Linked DNA regions of Mus musculus: region 2 is linked to region 1. Evidence: chromatin contacts called from public Hi-C data. All regions are on one chromosome and are shown on one strand. The core of a region is the stretch at or near the end of the contact, and the rest is flanking DNA. Distances in the headings are between cores, read along the strand shown.

Evidence for each region. A called contact is a pair of places that touch in the nucleus more often than the background predicts.
Region 2: a Hi-C map of CD4 T cells shows a contact between it and region 1, with 4 times the contacts expected there. The contact joins the promoter of Tmem135 here to the promoter of 2610206C17Rik in region 1. A contact is called at or near these places in 1 of 39 promoter capture datasets (pre-B cells) and 1 of 484 Hi-C or Micro-C datasets (CD4 T cells).

What each region holds. Positions count from the first base shown.
Region 1 is chr7:84,687,960-84,691,798 of GRCm38.p6, forward strand. It overlaps 2610206C17Rik (RIKEN cDNA 2610206C17 gene), which reads left to right and starts at 1,681. Exons shown (of 5, transcript NR_038175.1): 1 at 1,681-1,855. It overlaps Zfand6 (zinc finger, AN1-type domain 6), which reads right to left and starts at 1,998. Exons shown (of 7, transcript NM_001360578.1): 1 at 1,787-1,998.
Region 2 is chr7:89,336,176-89,340,125 of GRCm38.p6, forward strand. Tmem135 (transmembrane protein 135) reads right to left here and starts at 2,612. Exons shown (of 15, transcript NM_028343.5): 1 at 2,273-2,612. The coding sequence starts at 2,413.

The sequences.
Region 1 (3,839 bases), core at 431-2,930:
AATAACCTGCCAGAGACTGCAGGGAGGGGAGGAGTGGTGGAGAACAGACAGGGTGGCTTCACAAAACATGGAGTTTTCTCCCACTTGCTGGTTTTGCCCTGAGAAGTACCAAAGGGTGCCAAACTTTCCACAGCCGGTTTGAAGGGATTCGGTGTAGAGATTAACAGAAATCTTAGTTCCTCATGCAAACATAGCAACTAGGAACCAGTCACAAGAACAGTGAGTCTTCCTGATTAAAGGAAGGAAGCAGAATCGTAACGTTTTCATCTCTATTTTATTACTGATTGCCTACAACTTTCTACCACGATCTACAGTATTTACTTTTCGACAGGCAACTTGGGCAACAACAGCTGCAAGAAGAAAAGTTCCCAGAGTACACTTGTTAGAAGCAAAACAAGAAACACCATCGAAACACTGGGGTGAAGGGAGGAACACAGCATTAAGAAACAATGAAATGGATGAACCACAACCATACACTATCTGTCCAAAGTTCAAAGGGCAAGGAACCTAAAGTGACACTGTTTGAAGAGATTAGTGTGTGACAAAACTAATTTTTAAAAGGCTAGAGAATGAGCAAATCCACCGAGTCTAGAATGTTTATTTACCTCAGTAAGAAACAGTAAACTGGGTTAGGCCAGATAAGAAACTCGTGAACACATACAAGTTTGAGTAATGTTCTAGTTCTGGCTCTGGAGTGAGGAGTCTGAAAGTTTATGTTTTCTCTCTTTATAGTACATTGTGTTGTGTATTCTCCCAGGACTGACCATTACTTTAAAAACTTTGTGATATAACTCATATTGTGAGTTTTGACATTAACACAGGAAAGTATGGCTGCAGTCAAAACAGCAATCAAGCCTGAAATTTTCCTATCTGTGCCTATTACCCCTCTTACATGTTTGTCTCCCCGCCCCACCCCACCCCCACCCCGAGACAGGGTTTCTCTGTGTAGCCCTGGCTGTCCTGGAACTCACTGTGTAGAACAGGCTGGAATCCGCCTGCCTCTGCCTCCCAAGTGCTGGGATTAAAGGCGTGCGCCACCACGCCCGGCTTACGTGTTTTTTAAATGTTAAAAAAAAAAAAAAAAAAAGGAAAAAGGAAAAATTAAGACAATGTCTTTTCTCCATTTAAATGTTCATGGTTTACCAAAAAATTGTCCCCGCAGGCCTGGAAATAATACATAAAACAGCAATTGCCATAAAATACTTCATAAATAATCTCAAAAGCCTACGTGGCATTTTAATTAGGAAAAGGATAAATTTCGAATATAGTTTGAAAGTGACGTTTAATTTCGGTTTTCGGAACCACTAGGTGCTGACTACCAAGCTAGTTAGCATGCACGGCTTGGAGGTGACCCCAAGGCCCCAGTTCCCACAAACGCCTGACAATTCTGGATGATGATGGCAAATCACTGAGTTCTGATAGAGTTAGATTGACTTCAGACGCCACACTCCGTGTAGCTTGTTTACGCATCCAACAGTGAGAAACTTGAAAACGCTCTCAGAGGAGCAGAGAGCTTGGAATCCCGGAGACTCCCTCTGAGCCTTCTCTAGCCTCAGCCTACCAAAGGGACGTGAGGACGCTGCCCGGCGTGCGGCAGCTGCTCCGGACTGGCCCCAGGCGCGCCCACCCCGACCCCGAGCTCAGCGCGCGCCCGGGGAGCCCGGGACCGCGCCCCACCGGGACCGCGCCCTCCGCTCGCCACTGCGAGGCCACCTGCTGCGCCGCCCGCCGCTTCCGGCTCCCAGGCCGCCCGGAGGCTGCGCCCACCGCTGCCCGCACTCCTCACCTGGCGGCGGCCCTCTCCGCCGGACGCGCTGCCGCCGCCGCCTCTCGCCGCCGCTGAGAGTGAGGACAGGTGAGGCCGCCAAACCCCCACTCGCTCCCGGCCCGCCGCCGCCGGCCCTCCGTCCGCTGTTTATTAAACTTTTCTGTTTGGCTGCTCGGCCTGTGACGCGGCCTCAAGGGAGCGCCCGCGATTGGCTCTCAACGCGCGCTGACGCGGCAGTCCCAGCCCGCTGCCTAATTATGACCGGCCCGGGCGGGGCCGCGGGCCGGAGGCGGCGTGGGGGCGGGGCCGGATCTCGGAGAGTGCTATTATTGGTCAAGGCATTTGAGGGGCGTGGCACAGAGGCGCTGCTTTTCTCTCGGCCACGCCCCTGCCTCGGCCAGGTCAGCGGGCTAGGTTAGCTTTTTGATGTTGCCTCAGGAGCAAGAGGGCTCTGGTGCAGACTTGGGGGACGGCGAGGGGATGGGGTGTCTGATGACGTAGCTCCGGGCTCTGCATCCTCCCAGGGATAGACTACCCTTGTCTAGAGCTGGTGTTCCACCTGCGTAGTTTGAGAGACGACATAGATTGAGATTCTGTTGCCCAGGCCCCTAGAAGACCAGGAGGGCCAGCCCAAAGTGCCAGGTCTGAACTCTGCCCTGTCCTGAACCACGATTTACAGAGAGCGAGACCTGAGGCGTGTGTGCTCGCTTGTGTAATACACACCTACACGCCTGGACTCGGGAAGCCCCCTGGACCTTCTCGCGGAAGCGGTAGATTCTAGTCCAGCAGCCCTGCACAGGTTGTGCGGGAGAAGTGGGGGACAGCTCTCCTGAGATTTCCCCAGCCCAAACAGGATTGCCTAGAGTCCTGTCTTTATTTGAAATTATGTTATTTTGTTAGTCTTGGGGTTGTGCCTTTTGGTGTTTTACAATGTTTATCTTTGTCACTGTGCTCTCTTTACCTATTTCCCTGAAATTTCTGCCCTATTTTTACAGTAATAGGGGCTCATGGTCACAAGGTTGAGATACGGCTAACCATGTGTGGTTTGGGCTGCTTTCTGTAATCCTGTAGAATAAGGAGGAGACAGAATAGAGGACATGGTGGAGGTCAGGTAGAATTCTTTGAAGAAAAGGTGGCATTTGAAAAATTCTTATGACTTCATGGAAAACGAAAGGAAGTGTTCCTGAAGAGGGCTTGGGAGAAACACACAATGCTCTTGTGAGGTGACAGACAAGTTTCTGGGGCAGGATATTCTAAAATAAATCACCAAAGCTAAGCCTGGCCAGCCACCGTGGCCCAGGCCTTTATACTTTCAGCATGGAGAGGCAAAGAAAAATATACCTCTGTGAGTACTAGGTCAGCCTGGTGGATATAGCAAGTTCCAGGGTGACCAGAGCTAAGTAGTGAAACCCAGGGCCAAATAAAATAAAGCTAAGCCTGCTGTTCGAAACCAGAGCAGAACAGAAGGTCCCTACCCAGGGCCTAAGGGTGTTTTTGAGGCACATTCAACCCATTCAAAATTTATATTTAAGGTTGGAGTAATGATTCAGCAGTTAAGAGCACTTACTGCTCTTGTAGTGGTCTTAGGTTGGGTTCCCAGCATCTGCGTGGTGGCTCACAACTGTCAAAACACTCATACACTTGAAAATAAATCTTTAAAGCCAGGTGTGGAGACTCACACCTTTAAACTCAATACTAGGGAGGCAGAGGCAGGTTGATCTCTGTGAGTTCAAGGCCCATCTGATCTACATAGTGAGTTTCCAGACAGGCAAGGCTATGTACAAAACCAAAACCAAAACAACAACAACAACAACAACAACAACACACACACACACACACACACACACTTAGAAACATGGGCTAAAACATCGAGAGGATTTTGCCCAAGAAGATGATCTGTAATAGGGGAGACAAGGCTATAGATAGACTGGGAACGGTTTGAGGTTCAATTATGGCAGGCCTAAAAGGTCAAAGCGAGTAGTTATTTTATTTAGTAACATATAAGAACTTCTTAGACATGAGGAGGGAAGGAAAAGGAAGGGTGGATGGATCCTGACAGCTAAAAGATGCT
Region 2 (3,950 bases), core at 1,362-3,861, 4.6 Mb after region 1:
AAGCTTATTTTCAAAGTCAAAATGAAATTCCACTAACTCGGACTACAGTCAACTTCACTCCTGAGTGGCACTGGAGGAGAAAGGAAAGACAAAAAAAAAAAAAAAAATACATATTGTAGACACATTCTGACCTAGGGCTATAGTTCAGTTGGTAGACTGCCTACCTAGCATGCATAAGCCTCTGCATTTGATAGGAGAGCTGTATAAACCATGCATGATGGTGCATATCTGCAACCCAGGACTGGGAGGTCACCAGTGAATTAATTATCTTACCACATTTACACATACATACACACACACACACACACACACACACACACACACACACCAGGGCCAAAGTCAAATTCTACTGCTTAGCCTTGGTACCTGAAATAAGCTAAAATTTTCTAATCTCTACTTTACTTAAAATAAAATACAAGTCAGTTCTCACTAACCGCTTCACAGCCACTGATAAGCAGCAACATAAGATAGGAAATTTGTTCTCAAGTAGTATTTAATCTAGTTGAAAATGTAATAGTGACACAAGTCCTTTCTTGATCCCCACCAACCCTATCTTGTTAGAGTAGGAGAATCTCTGCTCCAGTTGCTTCCCTGAATTCCCCTAACACTGAATAGAATCAGTATATTGTTTATGCTGTAGATATAATACCAGGCATTCCACAAATATGTGTCGAATGAATGAACGAATGATGCTATAGATTTCAGGAGAAATTAAATTATAAACACTTCAACTAGTTCCTAATCCTTGAGGTTAAGAGTAATTTTTGAACAAATTACCTGGAATAGTTCTGCTTGCCTTTGTTTTGTGAGGGGTAGGAGATGGAGGAACAAGACAAGGATTCAGAACACAGGACCTTGAACATGCCACTAAGTTAAGTCCCCAGACTAGAAGAGTCTTCTTGTACGGCTGTTTAAGAGTCCAATGTATTTATAAGTGTTTACAGAAATCTGGGGCAGAGTTCAACAGCAGGACTCTTATCTTGAAAGTACAAGACAACAGGTTAGAATCCCAGCAACACCAAAATAATAATAACATAGTAACAAATATAAAACAATGGCTGGCCAGCATTCATATAGAAAAGCCAGTAACAACAGTCTTTAGGGAATGTATGTATATAGATACAGATAAACGTCTATATTGGTCAATGCTCTAGATCTTCACTTAACAAGGCTGGTATTCCCCAGTGTCTACACTACGTTAGATTTTATCAGAAATGTACTCTCTAGCCCCCACCAAGACCTACTGAATCAGAAATCCCATTCTAACATGATCCCTGGGGTTTCCTTAAAATACATTAAAGTGGGGAAGCACCAGTTTACATCATGAAAAGGGAACTTGGCTTCTGCAACCTCTCAGGGAGTCACTGTCTTTTCCTGTGTTCTGTCTATAATTACAAATTAGACTTCTCCATTAAGTTACAAACATAATCATACTGTCAAAGATGTCATCAGCCCAAATTACTACCTCAATGAGAAATAAGAATGGATCACTCATTGAGTATTGAACGAACTTTTAGGAAACATACAAAACATACAAAAATGATGTCTACCTTCTCAGCATACAGACAAATGGGAAAATGACAATGAACTTCAGTAGCCAAATAGCACATCTTCAGTGCCAGGATGTGGGAATTTTCTCCCACACAGTGGCACTCACTAGGAGAAGATATCTTTATCAGTTCTCGATGTTACTGGTAGGTTTCCAGATACTCTCTCTAAGCTTCCCTACTTGTAAATCTGTATAAGAAAATGACCTCAGCAACACGCCACTAAAACACCTTCAACGAAATCACCGCACAAAATCTCAAACCAGGAATCTACTCTGGGAACTTACGAAAGAACAAACCGTCAAGTGGCATCTCTGTCATCTCAAACAAGGACAAAATCTGTGACTAAGCAGGCTTGGGGTGGGGGTGGGGGGGTGTACAGAACACCCTTTTTCATATGAAAATGGGGCCGGAGAGTGGTAAAGTGGGCTGAGGGGACACTGTGTGCATGCATTGACTAAATATATACACAGCTCCAACATCTCTCCATCACAGAGTCTCTGAATCCAGGTTCTCAGAGCGATCAAGTGTAAGGCACTTGACCCTACCTGTCCAGAGCACATCCCCATCCTAGCAACAGGTGTCCAGTGACAGTTCACCATCGGGGTCCCCTCCCCCTCCTTCCGCCTAGGACTCCCCCCAGGCCTCTCACCACCCCTAAAGCTGACCTAGAAGCAACGAGCCCCGGGAGGCCCTGCACCTGCACCAGCGCCAGCCCTGCTCACCAGGTACAGGGGTGCGTAGATCCTGAGGGACTCCTCCAGGGCGCCCCAAGTGATCTGCAGGAAGGAGACCCTGCAGGAGGGGTGCCAAGTGTGGCCGATCTCGTAGCAGTTATGAGGGATGGACTTGCTGAGGGCCGCCATGACGAGTGGCGGTGGCAGCTGCGCGTGGTCAGGGGAACGCAGGGTTCGGCAGGGGCGGCAGACACGCAAGGGCGAGGCGGGCGCCGCGCGGGCCTCGGCGTGCGGGGTGCGAAAAGGTCACGGGAGCAGGTTACTCAAGGCCGGAGTCCTCGGATGTTGGCCGTCCGCGTATGGCAGCGCGAGGGGGCGGGGCGCGCACGACGGAGGCGGGGAGGGGAGGCGCATGCGCGCTCCCGCGGATGGGCGGGCTCCGGACGGGCAAAGGAAGCGAGCACCTTCACCCTCCGAATAGGAGCACGACTCAGAGAAGCACAACCGGGAGCGTGATGGTGGATCCCGCCTGGGTCGGGCTATATAGCTCAGCCCTTGTCCTGTCAAAGCCTGGCCAAAAAGAGCAGAGGGTAGTGGAACAAAAGGATTCTGTGTCTTTGCTGGGAGATGGAGGCACTTGCACCACTGTTGTCCCTCGTCCCATTGGTTCACCTAAGACTATCTGCGGTTGCAACACAACCTTCAACATTCTTGCTACTTGCTCAACCTCCTAAGCTCTATTGTGCCTGTGAAGTCTTGAAAATACTAATTTAGATGTGTTTAAATGCATGCTATATGGAAAGAGACAGTAGAGAGACCTGCCAGCCCCTAATGGAGTCCTAGCAACAGAATCCTTCACAAGTGCTTATCACCCAAGCAACATACAGAGCAGAGGCAGCTGCAGTGCAATAGAACTCCTGCCTGGCTAGAGAGCTTAATCTAAAACTGATTGCCATGACAATCCACCTGCCATATAGCCCTTGTGTATAATAACCTGCTTTCTTTGGACTTGTAAATTCTGTACTTTTTAAAGCAGAAAGGCTTTACCTTTAGATCATTCTCTCATATTTATTCAGTTCCTTCTACAATATTTACTAAACTAATATGATTTTCCAGCCCCTGTTTGAAACCCTGGACAGACAGATGTGGAAAAGCTGTGTTTCTGCTGCCAAGAAACTAATGTTCTAGAAGTGAGAAAAGTAACAGATAAGACAGGTGTAAACTATCTGCAAGATGCCTAGCTGTATACATTTTATGTATGTTAAATACCCTGCTAGCTATCACCTGTTTGCTGTGCTGCTTATAAAATGACCACTTCACTAACATGACATCCACACACTAGCCAAAAGGGCCAGAGAAAGGAGAGGGAAGAAAAACTTCTCAGGCTGTGCCTGGCAGCACACATCTGTAATCCTAGCACTTGGAAGGCTAAACAGACAGGTCTGGAGTTCAAGGCCAGGCTGAGCTATGCATTGAATTTGAGACCAGCCTAGGACTCTATCAAAAGACCTTAGCTTTTTCAAAAAGTAAAAAAAAAAAAAAAAAAAAAAAAAAAAAAAAAAAAAAAAAAAAGATAGAAACTTTTAGGTAAGCCTATGCAAATCTGTCAGCTAACATTTCAGCTTGGGCAAATGGCAGCTAAAGGCTGATAGTTATATCACTGCACAAAATGGCAAAACAGATACTAGAGACACTAATAGCATCAGCCATAGTCGCCTCTGGCTAC